3 separate regions of the Danio rerio genome follow, and all the other regions are linked to region 3. Evidence: chromatin contacts called from public HiCAR-type and HiChIP or PLAC-seq data. All regions are on one chromosome and are shown on one strand. The core of a region is the stretch at or near the end of the contact, and the rest is flanking DNA. Distances in the headings are between cores, read along the strand shown.

The links. HiCAR-type assays count read pairs that join an accessible place to other places. HiChIP or PLAC-seq counts read pairs in DNA pulled down with a chosen protein or histone mark.
Region 1: a contact with region 3 is called in an H3K4me3 HiChIP or PLAC-seq map of embryo, with 5 times the contacts expected there. The contact joins the promoter of zbtb21 here to the promoter of cux1a in region 3. A contact is called at or near these places in 1 of 18 Hi-C or Micro-C datasets (hematopoietic stem cells) and 1 of 4 datasets of contacts at active chromatin or transcription factors (embryo).
Region 2: a HiCAR-type map of caudal fin shows a contact between it and region 3, with 4 times the contacts expected there. The contact joins the promoter of trim37 here to the promoter of cux1a in region 3. A contact is called at or near these places in 2 of 4 datasets of contacts at active chromatin or transcription factors (caudal fin and embryo).

Annotation. Positions count from the first base shown.
Region 1 is chr10:37,646,480-37,649,787 of GRCz12tu, reverse strand. zbtb21 (zinc finger and BTB domain containing 21) reads right to left here and starts at 1,669. Exons shown (of 2, transcript XM_690101.10): 1 at 1,563-1,669. The coding sequence starts at 1,650. It also overlaps a transcript of umodl1 not described here.
Region 2 is chr10:37,852,434-37,855,814 of GRCz12tu, reverse strand. It overlaps trim37 (tripartite motif containing 37), which reads left to right and starts at 1,295. Exons shown (of 25, transcript XM_009305495.5): 1 at 1,295-1,436; 2 at 2,444-2,525. The coding sequence starts at 2,505.
Region 3 is chr10:38,154,094-38,157,746 of GRCz12tu, reverse strand. cux1a (cut-like homeobox 1a) reads left to right here and starts at 1,515. Exons shown (of 24, transcript XM_073914978.1): 1 at 1,515-1,600. The coding sequence starts at 1,538.

The DNA of each region.
Region 1 (3,308 bases), core at 420-2,919, 510 kb after region 3:
TCTGAGAAGAAAAGTCACCTACATCTTGGATGGCGAGAGGGTGAGTACTTAAACATCAAACCTTATTTGTGGGTGAACTACCCCTTTAATGCACAAGACAACGTATAGACCATTTTGAGGCATGTAAACGATAACAATAGTCCTGACGTATATCCTGTTTCACATTTTAAATTTCAATAGCTTCCGAGAGTCTAGAAACTTCCACATATTGATAAATAATGTTACTATAGCTGTTATAACAACAAGTTATGATTGAATCACCTCATGTTACAGATATGAAATAGTTTGACAACAAGCAGGAAATGTTTTTGAGCCAATAAAATCCCCACATTGAAATGGTCTATATGTTCATCTGTAAATACAATGTGCATTGTTATTTCATGTTTATTCATAATAGATCAGTTATTAATATCAATTTATGCAATTTGGAATGTACAAACTACATTATTATTACATTATAACAAGTTGCCAAAAATTGATCATTAAAATTTTAAAGGGTTATCATTAGGGCTGGGCCGATAAACAATATTATATTGAATCGTGAAAAACAAAAAATCATACTCATACCTTAGGAACAGAATTACAGAAAATTGACTTTTTGAAGCCCAACGATATACCTTGAAAATGGTTATCGTCCCATGCCTATTTACCAGCTAATAACCTTATCATTACAAATAAAATGAAACTTCTGCACCTAAAAATAGGAGCCTGATAGAAAATACTACGTCTGATGGATTTAGAGGGTTTTGCATCTTAACTCTTCATATGTCGATATCATTCAGTATGGAAAACAATTATCAAGATTGCATTTTTGCCAAATTGCCCAGCCCTAGTTATCATAATCTACTCTATAACACACATGTAAACAAAAATCATGTCTGACAAAATATGCACTTAAAATAGTGTTTTGTTTCACTTATTTTGATAAAACTGTTGCACAGAATAAAGTTTAACATGCAGATACACCAAAAACATGCATATTAATCTCATGTGCACAATTTAAACCAACGCATTATAATATTACGACAATCAAATTAAAGCGTAAAACCCAGTTAGTGGCCTGTCAGTGTGTGCGCATGCGCACAGCGAATGCTGATTACATCATGTCTAACGTTAGTTACAGTTGGTTTTATGGGACTATTCGCTCATGAAAATGAGGCGTGGGTATGTTTAGATTTGCAACCGACATAATTTCACAGCATAATCCTGCTTAAATCATAATCTCAAATGAAACCATTTGTTGACTGCGCTGCCAAACTGCGGGCACATTATTAAACACGTCACAAAACACAAGCAACCGGTTGCGTTTCTTCAGTATTCAGAAGATCGGAAATGAAGCGACGAGAACACGCGTCTGCGCGCGCACGCACACACATACACACACACACACACACACTCTGTCACCAACTGCGCAGACGTCGCATCCTGCACAACAGGCTGGTGAGAGAGTGAGAGCGAGAAAATCTCCACGGCGTTACGTCAGGAAACCCCGCTTTTACCCAAACAACATCCAACTACTTAAATTAGACGACGAAATAAAGTTGTTGGGGATTTGGACTCACCCTGCCTGGGTGGCTTTGGGCGCCGCGGAGCTCCGACACTGGACTTTGTTTCAGAGTTGCGTTGAGCATGAAGCAGTCGTGATTCCATCCATCTTGTATTTGACGTCATCCCACTCTAGGGATGAGGTCATCGCTAAGAGCGCTCGTCACGTGTGCTGCTCTCCGATTGGCTGCCGCGTGAGCTGTGGGCGGGCACGGAGGAAATGAGCGGAGGATGACGGACTGATAAACAGTGGAGATATGTTTGCACGTATGCACACACTCGTTAAAGTCACAGGTGGCATTTTACTTTGAGAGTGCGTATAGAAATCAGCTCGCTTGTCATTCTCCTGCAAGTGAGCATTTGAGCCAGGAGTTTTCAAACTTTTAGATGCAGAGGAGCCACATATTTGGCAATTTATCCTATATTGTACATACTTTTTGTTGCCTAAATGTATATAAACGCCTGAAACTAAGCATTGTACATTTTTATTTTATGCAAACACATGCTCTAAATAACATTATATTTTAAATACTATTAATGAAACGCATAACTCTTGTCATTTAAAGCAATAGTGGACACAAAAAAATCTGTCATCATTTACTCACACTTATTCAAGTTTCTTGTTTTCTGTTGAGGACAAAAGAAGATATTTTGAAGAATGCTGGTCACAGGCACACACTGACTTACATAGTATTTTTTTTACTATTATTGAGCTCATCATTCAATCTACTTATTATTTTATGTCAATCTGTGTAAATATATATTTATTCAGTTTTTATATTAAAGTAATTGTATAAGATATATGAATGCTTGTATGCAGGGCCACTATTAGTCAAAAGGGTGCCCTAAGCAAAATTTTACCCTGGTGCCCCCACAGAGGAACAGAAATATATGTACACACAAACACATGTACACACACAAACCTACTGTATGTATTTAATCATTGATTTATTTATATATGGGAGGGGGGGGGGGGGGGGGGTCCTAACTTTTCCCCCTAGCGGCACCCCTGGTGATGCTATCATGATGTCAATATGGACCAAAATTTCTAAGAAACATTTCCAGCACCTGGCTCCATTAAAGTAGTTGAGTTAAAAATACCACAATATATAACCCAACTATAGGTTATTATAGAACCTTATTTTAACCCAATGCATTGGATTATATAATGTGATGCAATGCATTGGGTTATTTTGATTAAATGTTGCTTTTTCCCATTCTGGTATGACCATTGCTACTATTAGCAGTACTACTATTAGTTTTACATTATGGCTGTGTAAATAAATAACATTTCATTTTCAAAGATATTGGAAATGCTTTATTTCCATTACATTTTAAGTTCCAGACACTTAAGGGTTTTTAATGTAGATCGGCTATGAAGGGCGCGTTTGTATCATCAATAACTAAGAGTGCTGGTGAAATGGATATAAAAACATGGCAGGAAGAGGTAATTAAAAAAAAAAAATCAATATTATTGCGATAGAGCTTAAATTAACTTTACAATGCAAAAACAACATTACGTACGCATATTAATCCAGCTGTTATGTGCCAGTTCAATCAGTTGACTGTTGAAATTCCAATTTTTTAATGCAACTGGTTAAGATATTAAAATAATAACCAAATAAAGGTTAAAAATAACCTAACAAAGCACCAAATATTTAACCCAACTGGTTGAGTTATTAATACATAACCCAATTAAGGTTCAAAATGACCCAACAATGCACCAAATATTTTTAACTTAACCACTGGGTTAAATAAATAAC
Region 2 (3,381 bases), core at 46-2,545, 300 kb after region 3:
ATTTTAATAAGCATTCTGAATTTGCCAGATTGATATTGCAACTGTATTAAAGCCACAATTCAATTCAATTGATAAATTATAAATAATATGATGAATTTAAATAAGCATAAATACGTCTTAGACCAGTGGCTCAGTAGGTAGTGCTGTGATGTCGCCTCACAGCAAGAAGGTTGCTGGTTCGAGCCTAGGCTAGGTTACTAGGCGTTTCTGTGTGGCGTTTGCATGTTCTACAGGTGGTACATGTGGTACAGGTGAATTGGGTAGGCTAAATTGTCCGTAGTTTACGAGTGTGAATGAGTGTGTCTGGATGTTTCCCAGAGATGGGTTGCGGCTGGAAGCGCATCTCCTGCGTAAACGTGCTGGATAAGTTGTCGGTCCATTCTGCTGTGGCGACCCCGGATTAATAAAGGGACTAGGCCAAAAAGAAAATGAATGTATGAAATACGCCTTAATTATGAAAATGGAAAAAAATGTTACAACAGTTACACAAAACATTTAGTCGTTTTAATAAAAAATAGATTTTTTATTATTGCAAAAATGCATGACTACACTCACTCAAACTTATTTTTGCTGCTTGTTAAAACTAATTATTTGACAATAGGCTGAATCAACACAATTCTTGAGGTTTTTTGGGACAACTTAATTTTGTTCCATCATTCATTTCTTTTCCTTAGTCCATTTATTTATCGTGGGTCACCACGTTAATTTATTGTGGGTCGCCACAGTGAAATGAACTGCCAACTTACATGTGTTTTATTACACAGCAAATTCCCTTCCAGCTGCAACCCAGTACTGGAAAACACCAATACTCTCTCATTCACACACACACACACACACACACATACACTACGTACAATTTAACTTACCCAATTCACCTGTACCGCATGTTTTTGGACTGTGGCGGAAACCGGAGCACCCGGAGGAAACCCACGCCAACACGTGGAGAACATGCAAACTGACCCAGCCGGGACTCGAACCAGCGACCTTCTTGCTGTAAGGTGACAGTGCTAACAGTGCTTTATTATTATTTATGCATTTATTTAAATGTAATATAAACTACAATGTAAAAATATAGATACTAAAAAAAGCGTTAAAGAAGCGAAATTAAACACTCGTGATTTAAATATTTAATATTGGCGCTTTCATGCAGGCGTGTCAATTCGCAAACTGCACCGCCTACTTTAAACTCACCTTTATGATTGGCTAATGCTTATACTTTCGGCTACCAAACATGCATTCGATTGGTGGATACGGTCTCCCATGGTGACTGACACGGTCTCCCATGGTGACTGGCATTGACATATAGGCGCTATTCGCTGCTTGCTGCTAGTCCATAAACAAGCAGTCCGATGTTGAAACACCCGGTTTAAAAACACTAAACCAGTAGCGTTTGATGCAGACATCTGCAGTGACTGGTTCGAGGGTGACATTAAAAGGTAAATGCGTGTTTATAGATTTGATGATTTTTCTGCTTGGTGAGTTTGGACCAGCTAGCTTGCTAAAATGCTAACCTGCGCTACCTCACCTGCTTGTATGCACCGTTTTTGTTTTATTATAACCGCTTATAATTCATTTCTTTTCCTCTATGCATTTGGTATTAGACGATGAGCTGGCACGAGCAAATTTGTCTTAATAAATATGCTGAAATATGATGCCTTCATGCATGTTTAATCAATAACGGGCTTGTTTTGAGACGAACTGCTCGTTATGTTGCACGTGTGTGTTATTTAAACGTATATAAGTGAATCCATTCATATGAAAGCGTGTATATGGTGATTGTGTGCTTTATAAAGTCATGCAGGCCTCTAGTTGGTGTTGACAGATGTATCCTGCAGCAGTTCATTCAATATATATTTATTTGATCGTGTGATTTGGTCATATAGAGTCATATATATATATATATATATATATATATATATATATATATATATATATATATATATATATATAGTAAAGTTTGTAAAGATTATTACTATATTCTGTCACTAATCACGTCAAAGCCTGCATTATCAAACTTATTGATTACAATCTGCTGTGTTGTATTCTCCATGAATGAAATATGAGTATCTGAATGTTTCTTGCTGTCTGTTTTTACTGCAGTGAAGGCACCAAGATTCTCCCATCAGGTTTATTTAGCTGTTTATTGGTCAACCCTTTCATATGAAAGCGTGTATATGGTGATTGTGTGCTTTATAAAGTCATGCAGGCCTTTAGTTGGTGTTGACAGATGTATCCTGCAGCAGTTCATTTAATATATATTTCTTTGATTGTATGATTCATAGAGTCATATATAGTGAAGCTTATACAGATTAATTCTATATTCTGTCACTAATCATTTTAAACTCTGCATTGTGAAACTTATTGATGGCAATCTGCTGTGTTGTATTCTTCATGAATGAAATATGAGCATCTGAATGTTTTCTGCTGTCTGTTTTTACTGCAGTGAAGGCACCAGGATTCTCCCATCAGGTTTATTTGGCTGTTTGGAAGTAAACCTGGCTGAGATGGATGAGCAGAGTGTTGAGGTGTGTTTACGGTGTTCTGTGTGTGTTTTATATAAACAGACATCAAGGTGCTTTTGGTTTGGAGGATTGTGTTTAACCCAAACATGAAATGTCTACTATTTATTTCTTATTCCATGGAACACAAACGTTGAAATTATGTGGAATATCAAGTTCAGCTTTTGCTTTTGCACTGTGTAAAGAAGATTGTAGACTTAGTGAAAATCTGCTAATTATTGTAAATATGGAGAAACGATTTTAAACAGTTTTTCACCATTTTTAAAATCTACTTTGAAGTATTTTTGTAATTAGAGACAATAAAACAGATTTGTGCTTCAAAACTACCCATTTCCCTTTATTTATATATATATATATATATATATATATATATATATATATATATATATATATATATATATATAATAAAATATATATTTTTTGTTTTTGCAAAAGTCAGCAAATATGTGACATCAATAAATTGTACCAATATAGATGCAAATAAAATGTAGTTCTTTGAATTGGTCTATCATTGATTTTGTGTTTTTCTTAATTTTATCATGGTATTGATAGAGAGGTTTTTTTATATCTACTATCATTTTTTGATTGAATGCTCATTGGCAGTATGTAAATACACATCTGATATCTTCCTCTGCCATTTATGTTTACTTAGTTAAGACATAACAGACTTCCTCAAGCTTCTTCTTAACTACATGCTAAAAAGAAATTATTTTAACATATGAAGGTCAGCAGCATATTCTGACACTTGAATCTTGAAATTGACAAAACGTCATCAATTGTAAACCCAAGCTGTGCCAAGCTGCTCAAAACACCAGATATGAGCCAAGTATAGATTATGAATGAGTGTCACTGACATAGTGCA
Region 3 (3,653 bases), core at 266-2,765:
TTATTTCTATAGCGCTTTTACATTGTAGATTGTCAAAGCAGCTTCACATAGAATATTATAGTAAATTGAAACAGCCTCAGTTCAGTTTTCAGTGTTGCAGTTCAGTTCAGTGTGGTTAATAATGGTAACACTTCTCTTAAGTATCAATTCTCTATATTAACTGGTTTATCACCTGCTAATGCTTAAGATATTGGCTGTTTATTTGTACTTATAAATTATGATCTTATTCTACATCCGTAATCAATACTACTTTAATAACTATTAATAAGCAGCAAATCGGGAGTTTATTGAGCTAAAAGTTTGTCAATAGTGAGAACTTTACCTTAAAATAAAGTGTGATCATAATAACAATAGATGTTATTAATACTTAATAATTTGAATAACTCTCAATAAATGATGAATTCATGTAATCAGCATAATCACCAGGAAGATTATAAGCTAAAATGCGATTGGTTATTTCTATATAATAATAATAATAGTAATAATAATAATAAATTTACATCCTCGACAGTCTATCATCACTAAATCAATTGAGCACTAATTCAATATTATTTAGGATCATCACTATTAACTGTGAACAATTGTGAAGACTGAAGAGGCGATACCATGTGCATCCAAAAGAGGGCGCTGCTCTCCAAGTTCAAGATCAAAAGCAGTATTTACAATTCATCAGGAATCGACCGGACAAGGGTTTATGTTATAACATTAAAATCACCTAATGCCTCCATCTTAAACCCCCGTCCATTACCATTTTAAATGCACATCGCTTGATGCACTATTTATACGGGGAACAGTCAAGCTGTGTTTCTATTTATTCAGGCTATCGATCACCGTCTCCACATTCTTCACGCAAGAATGCCCATAAAATCAATATAATAGATGTATTGGTTTCAGAGTACAAACAGGAGGGAACTGGACACATACACACACACATACTTAAACGCCAGCAAAAATATTACAAGACAAGACGCGAGAACATCCTGTATATTTATAGTATAAGAAGATTAAAGATCAAAACTAAATCAAAAATCAATATATCAGGTGTTCGTTCACACACACAAACAGGCCCAGAAGGTTGTTCGTTTGACCATGAAAAGCATAAGCCGCGCGTTGGGCTCGCGTTGTGTCCGCGTTCCTCGCGTCACGTCTGATCAGCGTCTCGTAATATCTATCTCTAGCACGAGATAAAAAATCAATAACCGTATAAACTCTCTCCTTGTAGCGGATGAAAACGTATCCAGCGCCCCCCTCCCGAACCACAGGGAGCTCGATTGAAGACGGGAACTCCATCCCGCGTTTTCTGCCTTTTATTCAGGACGCTCTCAATAATTGTTTTCAGTAGCCCTATTCAATATCGCAGGTTCGGTCGATAACTCCGTTCCGCGCGCGCCCGCGACGTTCGATCTGCTCCGCTCCGTGTTTTGCGCGCGCTCCCCCGCCTCTCTTTCTCTCTCTCTCGCTCTCTCTCTCTCTCTGAACTCCAGCCCCTCTCGCGCTCTCTCTATCAGCCTTTCATTCCGTCTCAATATGTCTCAAGATGGCGGCCAATGCGGGATCGATGTTTCAATATTGGAAACGCTTTGATTTGCAGCAGCTCCAGGTCAGCTCCCTTTCGCTTTGTACTCGCTGTGTTTGCCGGTAAGCCGGTCCCGGGGAGCGTCGCGCGGAGAGGCTGGCGCGTCGCTCTCGCGTCGGCTCGTTCACCGGGTTCGGTGCCCATTGATTAAAGCGGCTCTCTCGCGCTGATCGGAAATTGATCCTCTTTGTTCAATTCCCATCGATCAACCATCACGGTCAAGGTGGATGCGGCCACTTTGGCAACAAGAGCATGAAGGTTTCCCTATTCTTTCCCGCTCCTTTCCGTCCCCGGGATGTTTTGGGAATAGTTTGTGCCGAAGAGATTTAGATAGTATGTTTGTGGAAATAATTTTGTGTTTAGAAGTGTGTCGCGCTACACGGGTGGCGCTGTGCTGGACCGAGACGTTATTGCTTAGTAACGAGAGAGGTGTTTTTAGTGTGCCTTCCTTTCTACATTTCACTCATTTATTTGGATTTTTTGGTCTGTTAGCACTTTTTGATGTGACTTTATGAAGTTTATGAAGTTAGCAAACGCAGAAGTTCGGCTTCGGTAGTTCAGTTAAAAGTCAAGACGGAATTAGCTGCTAAAACCTGCGCCAGACAGGAACAATTAAACAAAACAATAAACAAACACGAACCTTTTTCGTGTGTGTGTTAAACATAGACGTAAAACTTTTTAGTTTTATAAGCGTTATTTCATTATTCCGTTCCTGGGGGTGTAATATATAGCTCGTTAAAACGAGTAAGCACAATTTCACTGTGTATTTTTTATTTATTTACCCATAACTTCAACAGAAATGTGCATTTATATGCAGGTGGGAACGGAAAGATTCGCTTCGCCGTGTTTGTTTTGGTTTATTGTTGTTGTTTCTCCAATCGATTAGTTGTCAGAACTCTTCTTTCGTTGTTCGTAATGTTCGTGCTGTTGGTGTATGAAAGTGCATTTGTCGCGTTTGGTTAGGCATAAACAATAGACTCATGATTGTATCAATTATTGATTGAGAGTTTATGTATTTATGAACTGAGGTCTCAGAGCATAGCTTAAAAAATCGCTGTCCTATTTTCTGATCGAACTTCATATTACCTATTACCATTTATACATCTTCATAAACATCAGGAGTCATTAAAAATCAATACACTATTATTTCAAAATCAATATCACTCGATAGTAGCAACGATTTTTTAAAGAAATAAATCTAAACTAGATGTGTCAGTGTTATAATTATAGCAAATGATTTCTGTGTTTACATATTTTTGTCAGTAGCCTGTAAAACTAAAGGAAATAACTTCATATGTGCGTGTTGCAATATGTTCTGGGATGCTTTTCAGTTTTGTGTAACATTAATCTGTTATAGTCAAACATTACTGGACTCCATGCATGTCAGATGTTTTTGCCGTTTGATTATGTTGTGTTCTAGGAAAATCATTTATTCAATTAGGGTCTAGACATCAAGTGTTGTACATAAAGGGACCACACACACAGTTGGGCATATACTGATGTGGTGACTCTAAATTTTCAGAACTCGCTCACTCGCCCTCCCTCCCTTCCTCTCTTTCTCCCTCTCTTTCTTTCTCTCTTTCTATCTGTCTCCCAGGCTGATAAGAACTGGCATCATCGAGTTCAGGCTTTGATGATGTCATGGACGCTATTTATCATCATGTTTTACTTTTGTGTTTTGCATTCAGAGCTCCGACATCGCATTCTAGTATGTTTTAAATGTGTTTATTTATGCATCTTGTTTTTTTTCTGATTAACTTCCCTGATTTAGGCTTAATTGATGCCTCGATGTGAATCAGATGTCTCATATTAGCCTGCAGAAACCGCACCAGACGGTGGAAGAAAGTCATTTGAATTATAATTTGACTTTTTTGGGGGGGGGTCTCATATGTCCAGAACTTTTTGGTTTGTCGGTGTCACCTGCTGCCACCTCATCACCATGTGACCGTAAGGTCTGCGGATGCAGGTGAGGTGTAAGTGTGCCTCACTAGGTGTGTGGTCCCAAGTTTTTCGTGCGTCAACTTAGAGAGATTAGCGATTGACGCAGGCAGTTCTGCCACCATCAAGATGTGAGCCG